2 separate regions of the Ovis aries genome follow, and region 1 is linked to region 2. The links are chromatin contacts, called in public Hi-C maps. All regions are on one chromosome and are shown on one strand. Each heading gives the region's core, a stretch centred on a gene start, on an enhancer-like site or on the middle of the called end of the contact. The rest is flanking DNA. Distances are from core to core; before and after follow the strand shown. Region 1 holds the start of NIPAL3 (NIPA like domain containing 3). Region 2 holds the start of SRRM1 (serine and arginine repetitive matrix 1).

Region 1 (7,450 bases), core at 3,003-5,502, 210 kb after region 2:
CCAACAATAGGAGGTTCTGTCCCACAGACTTTGATACAGCAGCTCAACAGATTGGACAATCGTTCAGAAAGCACACTTCCAACCACCACTCAGTGACACAGGGAAATAGTCCATCAACAAGGTTAAGGAAAACAACTGAGATACAAACCTCTCCAACCGCAAATTTGGAATACCGGAAAAAGACAGGAAGGAAATTTACAAAAACAGGAACAAAGGTTGTCTCCAAGTAACGGAGCCGGTGATTTTTTAAAGTCAAACCTTCTTAGGGGGAATGAATTCCTTTTTATGTATTTCAATGAACATTTCTTTAGATTACACATTCTCTTGTACACATGAAGGGGCTGCCTGTTTCTGTCAGTGATAAGCACGCAGACCCTGGATGTATCTGTTAGCCAATACTTCCCCATGTGACTGTCTCATTAGAAAAATATAAAATCCCCAATCTAAAAAATAATAAAAGCTCTTGCCTTGTAGGAGAAGGAAGCCTCTCTCACGGGGTTGGCACTGCTTGTGGGCAGGAGCTGCTGGAGCTGTAGGGCTGCACCATAAGCTCCGTCCATGGCGGGCTAAGGGCACAGGCCAGCTGGCCTAGATCCGTAGCTGGAGGTGCTGCTAAGCCATCTTTCCCGGCGAGGTTCACCTCCTTCCACCAGCCATCGCCTCCTCATGTGGAAAGAGTACTTCAAGGCTCTTTTGGCCAATTTACAGCCTTTTCCTCATCTTCACTCAGAGACGTGCCAGTTTCTAGGTTTCTTCTCAGGCAGACAGATGGGGACACGTTTCCTGACTCTCGTGGTGCCCTAGCAGAAGGGGAAGAACATTAAAAATGCATGTACAGTGAAACACTGAGCTGGATTTGTTACCTGAGAAGAGATTACTATTAGGACAAAACACAAGCTGCCATGAGAAGTGAGGCCATTTAAAAAATCACATCATGCCTCTGGCCACTTAATAAAGATATGGCTCACCTACCTCAAAACCATTTTCCCCAGTCCTTTAAAATCCCCTTTCCTCTTCTCTTTCACTTCCTTCCTTCTATCATACATATGTGTGGGGGTTAGTTGCTCAGTCATGTCCGACTCTTTCCAACCCTATGGACTGTAGCCCACTGGGCGCCTCTGTCCATGGAATTCTCTAGGCAAGAATACTGGAGTGGGTTGCCATTTCCTTTTTCAGGGATCAAACCAGAGTCTCCTGCATTGCAGGCAGATTCTTCACCATCTAAGCCACAAGGGAAGCCCTCCTTCCATCATATCCTAATTTAAATGCTACCTTTCCGTAGGTTCCCCTATATAAGAAGAACATGGCCTGTTCTTTTGACTTCTCTAGGACTCCAAAAAGAAAGAAAGAAAGAAAAAAATTCCTCTGCCATAAAAAACAACAAACCATCTGCATTCTGACTTAGGAAAGAAGGAATGAGAAGAAAAGTTATCTCCATGCAAGATGGACAAACTGGCCTGCTCCTGAGGGTCTGCCTAGGGTGATATAACATTAGACCAGGAGGCGGAAGACCTAAGGGACCAGATCATTTTGCCTCTGGGAGTCTCAGCTGCCTCACCTGTAGAACAGGGGTAATAATATGGCCTTAAGTAAAACCAGCAATGATGGAAATGCTCATTAACTTCATTGGACTGACATTTTCAGGGCATCTCAAGCTTTTCTACCAAATAGAGAAGAAAGAGAAAGTTCACCCCTAGTGTTTTGGGGAGCATGGCCAAAACACCTACCACAAGGGCTAAGGGTTTCTTTGAGGTTCATGTTTAAAAAAAAAAAGCATACAAATGAGTATTATACTTGCAAAGCTTCTTATATTAATATAAAAATATTTTACATTACTTTTGACCTGTTGTGTGCTTACCTGTTTTACCTTGGCTAAGTCATTTAACTTTTCAGCAAGTTTCCCCTGCTATGAAATATGGATATTCCACATCTATGTACTGTTGTGAGAATTTGGTGAAATAATGCATACAAAATGCATGTACAGCAAATGGTCAATGAATATCAGTTATTATTAATTTTATTCTTACCAGTTTATTTAATTTATTTATGAATACATCTCTCTTTGTCTCAAGCAACACGTTTGAGGGTTTATTACATTCCAAACAGACAAAGTTTCTGACATGCTTCAAGGCATCAGAAAGATGCCTCCTATGGCTTACCCACTCCAGTATTCTTGCCTGGAAAATCCCATGGGCAGAGGAGCCTGTTGGGCCACAGTCCATGGGGTTGGAAAGAGTCGGGCATGACTTAGTGACTAAACCACCACCATCCTACCAGTAGCCTCCAGCTCCTTCTGTTATCTAGCCCCAGGCCCAGGAATTCTGGCTCCTGGCATGAACAGCACAGTCCTATGATATAGGACTAACACTGCATTCAGTGTCTAGGAGACATCAGATGCAAGGCTCAAGCCAAGGGCAGCACAAAGACCATCTAACCCAGACTCACTTTGTCAAAGAGCCTCAAAGTTAAATGACTGCTGCTGCCTCTAGACGAGGTTATATAATCAGTACATATATATATATATATATATATATATATATATATATATACCTGAAATATACTTATCAGACAAGCTTATAACTCAAATCCCCATAACCAGACGTCCCTGACTGTAAAGCCCTATGAATGTTTGTAATCTTGTGAAAAGCATAATTATTCTTCACTATACTTTTATGCCTTAGAAAGGAAGAGTGGCTCCTTCAACCCCTGAGACACTCCTAGAGGCTTTCATCCTGGAGGTGAAGGGGCACGAAGCAAAAATTCTGGGAAGCTATTTGCTGAATCCCCTGTTTGATTGCTGCCTCCCAAGATCTAGCCTAGAGCCTCGCATGGGGACCTCCATACATACCCACTGACTGGCTTTAGACAGGCCAGTGAAGCACCTGGTACACCTTGGCTGCTTCACAGTTGAGAAGGGAATGGCTTACTCAAGGCCTCACCCACCGCAACTCCAGAGATAAAACCCATAGAGCCAGCCCCACCCACAGCACGTCAGAGAAGCCACAGGATGTGCCAAGCCAGTGATGGGAATCCAGGCCTGCTAACCTTAGGATCAGCTGGTTTCTCCAGGTGGGTTTCTGTATTTGCTTTCCTTCGTGGTGGCTGCAGTTGCTCTTATTTAATTATCTTTTAAAAAGTAGCTTCCCTCTCTGCCTCAGGAGCCCCCAGGCCTCTGAGGCATCAGGGCCCACAAAGATAGAAAACTCCCCCTTCAGCTAGGTAGCATTTTGGACAGAAAGCCTTGGAAGAATTCTGTGCAAGCTGTCTTCCCTTATAAGGCACATATTCTTTGCCTAATGACTTTCTTTTCCAGACTGCAAAACACTTTTCCAGGTCTAACATATGCCCCAGAGGCAAGAAAACCAATTCTGTGTTGCTCACCACCCCTTAAGTTTGAGGCCCACACAGCCATCCATGAGCACGGGGGTCACTGACTCAAAAAGGGAAAGATAAATCCACTAAAGGATGACTTTCACTCCACCCCCTAGTCCTCATCTGAGAATTATTTCACCAACCCACAAAGTAGGTTTCCTAGATTAGAGAACCATCGGTCTTGGCTCCTAAGAGTAGGGTCTGAGTTAGAATTTGGCTCTAAAGAAATAATTCAAACACGCCCTTTCCCACCACCTGCCGGTTCAGCTTCTGGTTGCTGAGTGCCAGTTACAAGCTTTCCCTTTCCTGGGCTTTGGCTCACGAAAGGGTTACACTCTTCAGTCCCCACCCAGTGTGCTGGAAATGACTTCCAGCGGCCAGCACGGACCAGGAATGCGTCCCCCACCCCCACCCCAGCCCTCGTCATGCACCTGCTAACTCCACTGTCTGCTTTCCCTTGGAAGCCCGAACCGGTGTGTACAGGCACAATTGTGACGAAGTCACTCCATTTCGCTTCCTGATTTGGTCAAACCTGGCATCGCCTTTATTAAGGCAAACCCATGGCCCTCTCCTCGATGCGAAATGGAAAAAAAAAAAAAAAAAAAAGGCAGCATTCTGAGCCAACAAGACCCAAACTGACAAGGCTGGTGACAGCAAGAAGGAAGATGTGTATACTGGGGACGTCAGAGGATCACAAATGCCTTGGCTTTTCCTGAAACCGAAGGCTGAATTCAACCCCATCCCCACCCCCGCCTTAAGTCTAAATCACTACTCACCGGCGGCGTTTCCGCTAAGGCCCACCGATCAGAGGTTTCCGAGACAGGACGTGGACTCCTCGAGCAAGCCAGAGGCACAACCCTCCTAAATTCCTTCCCCGTCTCAAGAGATGCAGAGCGGCTGCTGTGTTGTGCTTTCCAAAGCCGCGATTCGATTTGTCAGGCTGCCTGTCAGTCAAAACTGACGGGCATCTGGCGCCGGCGAGTGGCTTCGAGGAGGAGGCGGGAGGGACAGCCCTCGGGCATTGATTGGCTGGACTGCGGAGCTCGCCGGACGCGTAGGGGGGGAGGCGGTGCCCCGCTGGAGCGCCGAGCTCACCTGGCGAGGGCCCCCTCTAGCGGCCACAGGGAGGACGTCGGGCTGGGTCTGGAAGGCTCCAGGTGACTTGCTCACTGCATCGGCCCTTATAGATGGGGAACCTGCCCGGGTGTCCTCCCCACGCCTTTACACTCGGAGCCCTCTCCCGGCTTTGCTCCCGCTGTTCCCCGACCCCACGATCTCACCAGGTATTCAAATCCTACACATCCTTCAAGGCCCGGTTCCCCCTCCCCGCCACAGCCCCGAGGCCATAAAAAAACCTCTCCTTGCCTGTCCTCCTGGAACGCCTGTTGGCAGCACAGTACACCCTCCCGGTAACATCTGCATCTCAGTTCAGTTCAGTCGCTCAGTCGTGTCCGACTCTGCGACCCCATGGACTGCAGCGCGCAAGGCCTCCCTGTCCATCACCAGCTCCCGGAGCCTGTTCAAGCTCATGTCCGTTGAGTCGGTGATGCCATCCAACCATCTCATCTTCTGTCCTCCCCTTCTCCTCCCGCTTCCGATCCTTCCCAGCATCACGGTCTTTTCAAATGAGTCAGTTCTTCTCATCAGGTGGCCAAAGTATTGGAGCTTCAGCTTCAGCATCAGTCCTTCCAATAGCAATACTTAAAAGTCCTCCCATAGCCTAGCACTTGATGAATGCTTCCGTAATGTACCACTGTAATAGTTCTAACTGATTCAAGGATATATTGAACAATATATCCTTCTTATTGAACTGATACATTGTTCACTATATTGAACAACAGTCTAGCCGATATTTTATAAGAACTATAATGGAGTATAACCTTTAAAAATCATGAATCACTATACTGCACACCTGTAATATATCATATAGCAACTATCCTTCAACTAAAAATTAATTTTTTGAAAAATAAAATGTATTTTAAAAAATAATTAACAGGTGCAGGGAGCTTCGCTGTTTCATATTTCATTCCAGATCCTCTCAACAACCCACTGAGTGAGACATCGGGCTCACGCCTGTTTTACGGATGAAGACATGATATTTGGATAGAGACCTCAACTGTGAGATAGAGGCAGTTGTGGTGCAAACCCTGACACCGAGTGAGCTCAGAGAGAACACGGGTCAGCGGAACGAGGTTGACAGAATTGTAACAGCTGCCCAAAGGAAAGCGTGGCAGGTGCGAGATTTTTCTGGGGGCGTGGGAGGGAGGAGCTGAGATCAGAGGGCTGGGGACATGAAGATGTTTGGATTTCACCCTAAGTTTAAAGGGGAGCCCTTGGAGGGTTCTAAGTGGGGGAGTGACAAGATCCCTGATTGGCCTGGACCTGGGCAGCTCCATGGCTGTCCTTGTATGTTGTTGCCCATTATCAGCCTTTTGTCTTTGACTACCAGGGCGTCAGTGAATGTTTGTTCTTTTAGGTTTACTCCTTGAAGCAGGGTTTCTGGGTGAGCAAAATTCTAAGACGTTGCGCCTATCACGAGATTTAGGAGGTTGTCTAGACAAGCCCGTATTAAGTTTCCACGCCCATCCTGACGTAGTTAACCTGAACCCCAAAATTCTGGCCGCTTCCCAGCGGTTTTTGAAATGCCTCTGCTCATTGGCCAACAACTTTTCACGCTAAAGAAACGGAGGATACCATTGGCTCGAGTTCATCAGGAAGCTGGCAGAAGGTGGAAGCTAGAACGCTAGGCTTGTGGTTGCCATAGCGACAAGGAGGCCGGCGGGCCAGATTCAGCCCAGGGGGACAGACGAGGTAGGAAGCCGTCCCTTTTGGGGGACGAATGCTGGGTCGTGGGGAGGAGGACCCGGCGCACAGCATTAGACGTCGACTGAGACCCCCACCTGCCCCGTGCGAAATTCCCATGCCAAGCTAGGTGGTTCCGCGAGAGCCTAAGAACCCACTGTTGGAAGCTCCCCTCCCTGGAGTGTGCCTTCAGAGTCCCCACCTGAAAAGTGGCGATAATAACCAGGGCATGCCTTCCCCGTGGAGCTCCGGTGAGGGGCGTAGGCTACTGATTCACCCACCTCAGTCCAGGCGAATGTACAAACATTTGGGGGCATCTGGCAGCAGGTGGACGGCAAATAGCTAAGTTCTTATCCTGGGTCCACTCCATCTCCTGGGGTGTCCCTCTTCCTTGCTGGGCGCCTTGGTTTACTCATCTGTAACACGAAAGGGTGTGATTGGAATCTAGAGATCACTGGTGGTGGTGGTGGTTTAGTGGCTAGGTCGAGTCCGACTCTTGTGACCCCGTGGACTGTAGCCTGCCAGGCTCCTCTGTCCATTGAATCCTCCAGGCAAGAATACAGGAGCTGGTTGCCATTTCCTTCTCCAAGGGATCTTCCCGACCCAGGAATCGAACCCGGGCACTAGCCAGCTCCTAAAGTTTCTTCCAGCTCTTAGAATCACTTTTCTCAGCTAAAGAAAAATATCAAATGGATTGTTTACCCGAGAGTGCTTAGAAAAATGTAAAATATTTCCAAGATGCACTATAGCATTAAAACTGAATCAATAAAAATCTCATATAGTCAAAACTACTCATGTAAACCCCATAGAATTACCTAAAAGGTAACAGAATATGTGATATATTAGTATATATTGGTATACTTATACCAATACTAATAGTATATATTGTATATACTTTTATATATTGGTATACTTATACCAATATATACCAATAGTATATATTGTATATACTTGCAGTATATATTGGTATACCTGTACAGTAATATACACATTTAAATGTATGAAATATGTAATACTATAAGATAAATGGGGCTTCCCTGGTGGTTCAGACGGAAAGGTTTTTTTTTTAAACAGAGATGGTAGAATTAAAACATGGCTATAGTTGTAGTCATGTGAGTTAAATCTTTAAAGAATGTAGCTCCTGATGGAAAGAGTTGTATTATGAGTACATCTGTATTCATTCTAGGTGAAGAAGTGAAGTGAAAGTTGCTCAGTCATGTCCAACTCTTTATGACCCCATGGGCTATACGGTCCATGGAATTCTCCAGGCCAGAAA
Region 2 (7,387 bases), core at 587-3,086:
ACCTCTCCGAGAATGTTTCCTTATTTGCTAAAATCTATTCAATATCTCACAGGGCTGTGTATATCAGAAATTATATACTTAAAGTAACTGGCAGATGGCACTAGTCCAGCAAATGAAAGCTACTATTTCTATCTTACTACCTGAATGGCCGTGTACTAAAAGAATAACCACCCTAAAATCTTTTAACTCAGCTTAAATCCAATCAATCCCTCTAAGGAACTGTGGGCAGTACATATTGTACCCTTCCAAATTTTTACCAACACTAAAAGCAAACCTCGTTTTTAAATTTATCAACCATCTTGCTCTTTTCCTTTAGGAATTCTTTTCCATGGGAAATAATGAAAATATCAAAAGAACAGGCTTATGTTTCAAAATATTACATTAACACTACAAGAAATACTCAGGATTTACTACAAAATACTTTGATATAATTTGCAGTGTGAAACTTTGATAAACTCAACTGAAACTATCATTACATAAATAACTATAGTACTGTTTGCATAACCTAAAAACAGTCATTTACAGTCAACACTGGCTGTGTTGAGTCAAACGCCTGGAATAACACTTCAACATTTAATGAAAAAGTAACACATTTAAAGTCAATTGAAAAGAAATTTCAACGCTGGTTCTGGAGTGTCAAAAGCTTTCTTTACTGAAGTCCCGGTCTTCCCCTCTTTTAACTTTTCCATTACACACACACACACACGCACGCTGCATATTTCATACTCCAGGGAGTGGAAGAGCCAACCTATATTCTGACTTAGATCAACTGGTCTCTACACGGTCCGTTCAGCATTAAAAAGAACCTGCAAACGCTAGATCTCTTAGTGTCACTTGCCAAACCAGGATCTAGATCTCGACTGGGTGCTCATTTCCTACAAAAGTGAAAAAGGGGATGAACAGGCTCCAACACGCGCTCGATAAATTACGGGCCCTGAGGGCTAATTTCGAGGCGGTAACGTCCCTGCTTGCAAGTGATGGGCCCGCAGACCCTTGAGAATCTAGAGGCACCTTTCCTACAGCAGACTTTCAAAAGAGTAAAAAAAACTGGAGAGGTGGGGGGACGGTGAGCGGGAAGGAGAGGAGCAGATCCGTTCCATAATCCCGCCTTCATACACGCGCACTTTTTGTTGCGCTCTCTCCCCGCAGAGTCTCGGATTCAAACGTTTTAAACACAAATTATCCGCGTTCCCTTCCCTGAAAGAGATATCAAATTGGGCGGGAGCTCCCGCGAACTCTGACCCGGAGCCTTCCCGAAGGCTTAGACCCGGGTTGGGGGCGGGGAGGGGGGTCGGCGCCCGCTTTCTCAAGAAAAGCTGCTCAACGTCGCTTCCGGTCCACGCTCTCCCGAGGCGGTACCCCCAAACCCGTCCTCCCCAAGCCCCTTCTGCAGCCAGTCACCTCAGGGTTTCCCTCCGGCCTCCCCCCAAGGACTTCCTCCTCGCGGGCCCACTAGGCCCCAGGGCCCGGCGGGACGCGAGGCTCGGTCTGCAGGCCCCGTCAGGCAGGCCGGGAGGCGAGGTATCGCTCCCTGCCATTCCCGCCGCCATTTTCCGGCGACCGTCGTCGCCACCGCGTAGGGGGGACGATTCCGGAGGAGGAGACTGCGCAGGGGCGCACCGGTCCCCGCCGCAGGGCAGGGGGGAACGTCCGTTGCCACCGAGGATCCTCAGGATCTTCGAAGTCTCTGCTCGCCGGCTACCCCGTCCTGAGCTTAGGCGTCCTGCCGGGCTTTGCAGATAACCCCCCCACCTCACCCCAGGTCCCCGCGTTCCTACTTACGCGGAAGAATCCCGCGTCCATCTTGCTGCCTCGCTCGGAGATCGCTCCCTATCCCAAGGTGCACCGCGCCGCCGCGACGGAGGGCGGGACCGGCAGGGAAAGCCGAGCGCCGGGACGCAGCGCGCGGCGCTCCACCCGCCCCTCCAGCCGACACGAAGCTGCGCCTGCTCAGGAAGATGAGCGCCCGTCACACTTGCGCACGCGCGTTTTGTAAGGCGGGGGACTTGCTACCAGGCTCTGGACCTCCCCATTGGCCGGCCGGTGAGGAGAGCCTCGCGATCTCAGCCAATGGGAGCGTGCGAGAGTCACTGGCTCGCCCTGCCCTGCGAGTCCTTTTGTGGTGCTTGAGTAGCCCCGTTCGCCGAGAGTGAATTGACCCATCCTTCTACCCGTAGTCGGGGAGGCCTCCCGCTTTGGGGGTTCCATGGAGCGTTTCAAGAAAAAGACTGTTACCTCAGAGTGACGCTAGTGAGGCCGCCGTTGCGCAGAGGAAAAGCCTACGGCCTCCCCTCGTTATGAAAGTTGTGATTGTGTTGGTTTTACGAGCTTGCCAGTTACTGACTTCGGCCCTGAAGTAACCGAGCTACGTAGTACGAGTGAAGTTTGCATTTTAGCCCCGCTCCCTCTGCTTGCTCCCGTTTCCGTACAACTCCTTAGCTTTAGGGAGAAGCGGGAACTGTCCTTTAGATGAGTTTCGATTTCGGCTGCCCGGTCCCCACGCTTACGGGCAGGAAGCTGAGGAATGCTCTGAGGAAAGCTGTGGCCCTGGGGGCCTGACGGAGGCCAGGGCGTCGACCTCGCTGGCCCAGCTCTGCCTCTCCAGCCATCTGCTCCGACTGTGAGGACTCCAGCATCGATGTCTTCTGCTACACTTACTCTTTTCCTCTGATAAGCATCTGACCCTTCTCTGACCACCTTTTGTCACTCCTCCAACACACACTCTTACCTCCCTTTGCTGCTTTATGTTCACAGCACTCATCTGCAGACTACATTCACTCTCACTGCTTTAAACACCAGCTCCCTCCCAGCAGCTTCGTAGATTTCCACCTCAGATTTCTCTCCCGAATTTCAAAAGTGTGTTGGCAACGTCCTCCTGGACGTTTCCACTGGGAAGACATCGCCTACTTAACCTGACCCGGAACTGAGCTGCTGGTTCCTCTCCCTCTCTCTCGAACACCCTCCACTCCGCCAAAAACCGACCCTCTCCTCCCGAAGTCGTCCCTGCCTTGGTTGATGACAATTTTGTTTAATAAGAGATAAACACCGGTGTTGTTCTTGACTCCTCTTCCTATATCCCACTTCCAAACCATCAAGAAACTCGCTCTGCTATCATCCTAGTTCAAAACTCCATCATCCTCGGCCTGAACTTCTGCCCTGGTCTAACTGGCCTTCCTGCTTCTACCCTTGTCACTCAGCATCTGTTCTGAATATAGTAGTGAGAGTGGCCCCTTTAAAAAAAAAAACACGTAGAAGTGTGTCCTAAGCTCAAAAACCAATAGCCCCTTGTATTTTCACCTGACATCCCCTTGTTTCTTTGATCTCATCTTCTAGTACCCTAACATAGCTCAATGCTTGAACTTCTTAAGCTAGCTTCTGCCTCAACGTTTTTGCACTGGTTTTAACTTCTGCCTAGAATGTTCTTTCCCCCAGATACCTTACTTGCAAATGTCAAGATTTTTACTCAAGAATTACCTTCTCAATGAGGCTGTCATGACTGCCCCATTGGAAATTAGTCACATACTCCCTCTGCATCCGCGATACCTCCTAATCTACTTTGTTTTTCCCCATAGCATATATCACTTTCTAGTATTTGTTTACCTATGTTTAGTGTGTTTATTTTGTCTGTTCCCCACACTAGAATGTAAGCTCCATAAAGTCAAGGTGTCTGTCTTTTTCGTACACTGATGGTACAGAACAGTGTCTGGCACATGTTAATAGCATAGGCTCGATTTTGTTGAAGGAACAAAAGCTTTGTCAGAGGGTCAAAGATGGGGAAGTGGCTGGTTTCCACAGAACAAGCCAGTTAACTAGATGGGCCTGTGAAATCACAATGCATGTCTTACTGTTCTCTGTGATTCCGATCAGTCATTCTGTTTTATCCTTCCTTAACTGCTTTTGTTCTTTTGCTGCCTATCTTGTACAAGTTGGTTTTCCTTCTGGTTCTGTTATTGACTCTTTTTCTCAAAAAAAGGAGGTGACCTATCTGTCCTCTCTTGGTTTTGATTACCTTTTTGTCTCTCAAACCTACGTATCTTGGATATAGGTCTGCCCCAGACCTGTATTTTCAACTTCCTGCTGACATTTGCTTGATGTCTGTAAGTAGCTCAAACTGAATTCATCTTCCTCGTACTTGTCTCACCCTCTGTTTTCTTATTAATGAATGACACACCCTTCTCCCTGTCATCATTCTTCTCTTCACACTCTACAACCATCAAAACTTGCCTTCTCACCTCAACTTCCTTCTAGCTCCATTGCCTCTTTAGGCAGTTTGGGTTATTGTCTGGCTCATTGCACTAATCCATTGACCATTTTCCCTGCCTTCGGGTTGATGTCTCCATCTTATATACAGAGTGAATTTCTAACATGATAGTCTTGATTCTTTTGCTTCCTTGCTTAAAATTCATCAGTGGCTTCTTGGCTATCCTCCAGATAAAGTCCAAACTAGTTACAGTGTCTCACAAAGCCCTTTACGGTTTGTTTACTGCTTCCTTCTCCAGACTCATTACCTGGGTTAATCAGCTCCCTTTCCCCATCTCTCACTTCTAAACTGCAACCACACTGAGCTACAGGCTCTAGTCTAACTATGAACAAGTTAGGTTTCAAAAGTCAGTTTTGGGTCTGTATGTTGGTAAGCCAAAAGTGACTTAAGAAGTGACTAAAGTGTCGCCTCCTCAGATATGCCTTTCCTGACCAGCCTTGTGGAAAATAGCAGAACCCTCACCACCACCACCACCCCCATCCTACCTTCCTTTATTTTTTCTTTAGATAAGAAAGTCGTCTTCAGCGATCAATGCAAAGAAATAGAGGAAAACAACAGAATGGGAAAGACTAGAGATCTCTTCAAGAAAATTAGAGATACCAAGGGAACATTTCATGCAAAGATGGGCTCGATAAAGGACAGAAATGGTCTGGACCTAACAGAAGCAGAAGATACTAAGAAGAGGTGGCAAGAATACACGGAAGAACTGTACAAAAAAGATCTTCACGACCCAGATAATCATGATGATGTGATCAGTAATCTAGAGCCAGACATCTTGGAATGTGAAGTCAAGTGGGCCTTAGAAAGCATCACTACAAACAAAGCTAGTGGAGGTGGTGGAATTCCAGTTGAGCTGTTTCAAATCCTGCAAGATGATGCTGTGAAAGTGCTACACTCGATATGCCAGCAAATTTGGAAAACTCAGCAGTGGCCACAGGTCTGGAAAACGTCAGTTTTCATTCCAATTCCAAAGAAAGGCAATGCCAAAGAATGCTCAAACTACCGCACAATTGCACTCATCTCACATGCTAGTAAAGTAATGCTCAAAATTCTCCAAGCCAGGCTTCAGCAATACGTGAACCGTGAACTTCCTGATGTTCAAGCTGGTTTTAGAAAAGGCAGAGGAACCAGAGATCAAATTGCCAACATCCCCTGGATCATGGAAAAAGCAGGAGAGGTCCAGAAAAACACCTGTTGCTGCTTTATTGACTATGCCAAAGCCTTTGACTGTATGGATCACAATCAACTGTGGAAAATTCTGAAAGAGATGGGAATACTAGACCACCTAACCTGCCTCTTGAGAAATCTGTATGCAGGTCAGGAAGCAACAGTTAGAACTGGACATGGAACAACAGACTGGTTCCAAATAGGAAAAGGAGTGCGTCAAGGCTGTATTTTGTCACCTTGCTTATTTAACTTCTATGCAGAGTACATCATGAGAAACGCTGGACTGGAAGAAACACAAGCTGGAATCAAGATTGCCGGGAGAAATATCAATAACCTCAGATATGCAGATGACACCACCCTTATGGCAGAAAGTGAAGAGGAGCTAAAAAGTCTCTTGATGAAAGTGAAAGAGGAGAGTGAAAAAGTTGGCTTAAAGCTCAACATTCAGAAAATGAAGATCATGGCATCCGGTCCCATCACTTCATGGGAAATAGATGGGAAACAGTAGAAACAGTGTCAGAGTTTATTTTTTTGGGCTCCAAAATCACTGCAGATGGTGACTGCAGCCATGAAATTAAAAGACACTTACTCCTTGGAAGAAAAGTTATGACCAACCTAGACAGTATATTCAAAAGCAGAGACGTTACTTTGCCGACTAAGGTCCGTCTAGTCAAGGCTATGGTTTTTCCTGTGGTCATGTATGGATGTGAGAGTTGGACTGTGAAGAAGGCTGAGTGCTGAAGAATTGATGCTTTTGAACTGTGATGTTGGAGAAGACTCGAGAGTCCCTTGGACTGCAAGGAGATCCAACCAGTCTATTCTGAAGGAGGTCAACCCTGGGATTTCTTTGGAAGGAATGATGCTAAAGCTGAAGCTCCAGTACTTTGGTCACCTCATGCGAAGAGTTGACTCATTGGAAAAGACTCTGATACTGGGAGGGATTAGGGGCAGGAGGAGAAGGGGACGGCAGAGGATGAGATGGCTGGATGGCATCACGGACTCGATGGACGTGAGTCTGAGTGAACTCTGGGAGTTGGTAATGGACAGGGAGGCCTGGCGTGCTGCAGTTCATGGGGTCGCAAAGAGTCGGACACGACTGAGCGACTGAACTGAACTGAACTGAACTGATAGTACATGACTTTATTATCTATTTTATTTACATGCTTACTGTCTTTGTCCTCCCCCCCCCCCACCTTTTTATTTTTAAAAAAGGAAGCTCTATGAGGGCAAAAATCTTGTTCATCTTGTTCACCATTAAAGCCTTAGTGTCTGGAACAGTATCTAGCACATTCTTGGACATCAATAAAATACTTATTGAATGAATGTATGAGTGAGAGTCTAAGGCTTAGTCACCGAAAGCATTTCTACCAATGAGTGAATCTGGTCTTTGAAATGTAACCATTAATTCTATAAGGAAAAGTCCACATTGAAACTTTGCTGAGACTGAGAAGCCTCCACCCTAGAGGTGCAGTGGAGATACTTCTCCACTTCGCAGTGAAGGTATTTACAGACACCATCTCCTGTAAACTCTGATGCTCTGCAGTTGAATATGGGCCTTAAACCAAGAAACAATCCCCAGGGAGCCATTATTGGTTCTTGGCTATGCCTGGTCTTTAAGTCCTCAAATTCTGAACTTCAAAAAGCTAATAGGCATCCAGCCTTGGTGCTGATCCTCTAGGCTCCATTTCCTCTATCACTTATTCTCATTGCTTGTTGATTACTTGTTCACTTGTTGCCGATTGCCTCTCTCCTCTAGAATCACTCCTACTGAAAATACATTCACTGCTGTGCTCAAAGACACTTTTCAGCACAAAATGTATCATTTTATCCATCAGTCCTTTCTATTCAGCTATGAGATCATTTTAGTCTATATAGCTTATTTGGTAAATTTCTGTTTTGTTTTGAGAGTGATAAATCTCTTGGGAATAAAGGAAAATACAAGTTGAGTGTATCATTAAT

What was found. Hi-C and Micro-C count contacts between places; a contact is called where the count stands out from the background.
Region 1: a Hi-C map of muscle shows a contact between it and region 2, with 3 times the contacts expected there. The contact joins the promoter of NIPAL3 here to the promoter of SRRM1 in region 2. A contact is called at or near these places in 5 of 16 Hi-C or Micro-C datasets (blood, hypothalamus, liver and 1 more).

What each region holds. Positions count from the first base shown.
Region 1 is chr2:242,243,434-242,250,883 of ARS-UI_Ramb_v3.0, forward strand. NIPAL3 (NIPA like domain containing 3) reads right to left here and starts at 4,253. Exons shown (of 11, transcript XM_042244561.1): 1 at 4,149-4,253; 2 at 468-800. The coding sequence starts at 560. STPG1 (sperm tail PG-rich repeat containing 1) reads left to right here and starts at 6,126. Exons shown (of 8, transcript XM_042244565.2): 1 at 6,126-6,183.
Region 2 is chr2:242,034,848-242,042,234 of ARS-UI_Ramb_v3.0, forward strand. It overlaps SRRM1 (serine and arginine repetitive matrix 1), which reads right to left and starts at 1,837. Exons shown (of 17, transcript XM_060410666.1): 1 at 1,783-1,837. The coding sequence starts at 1,803.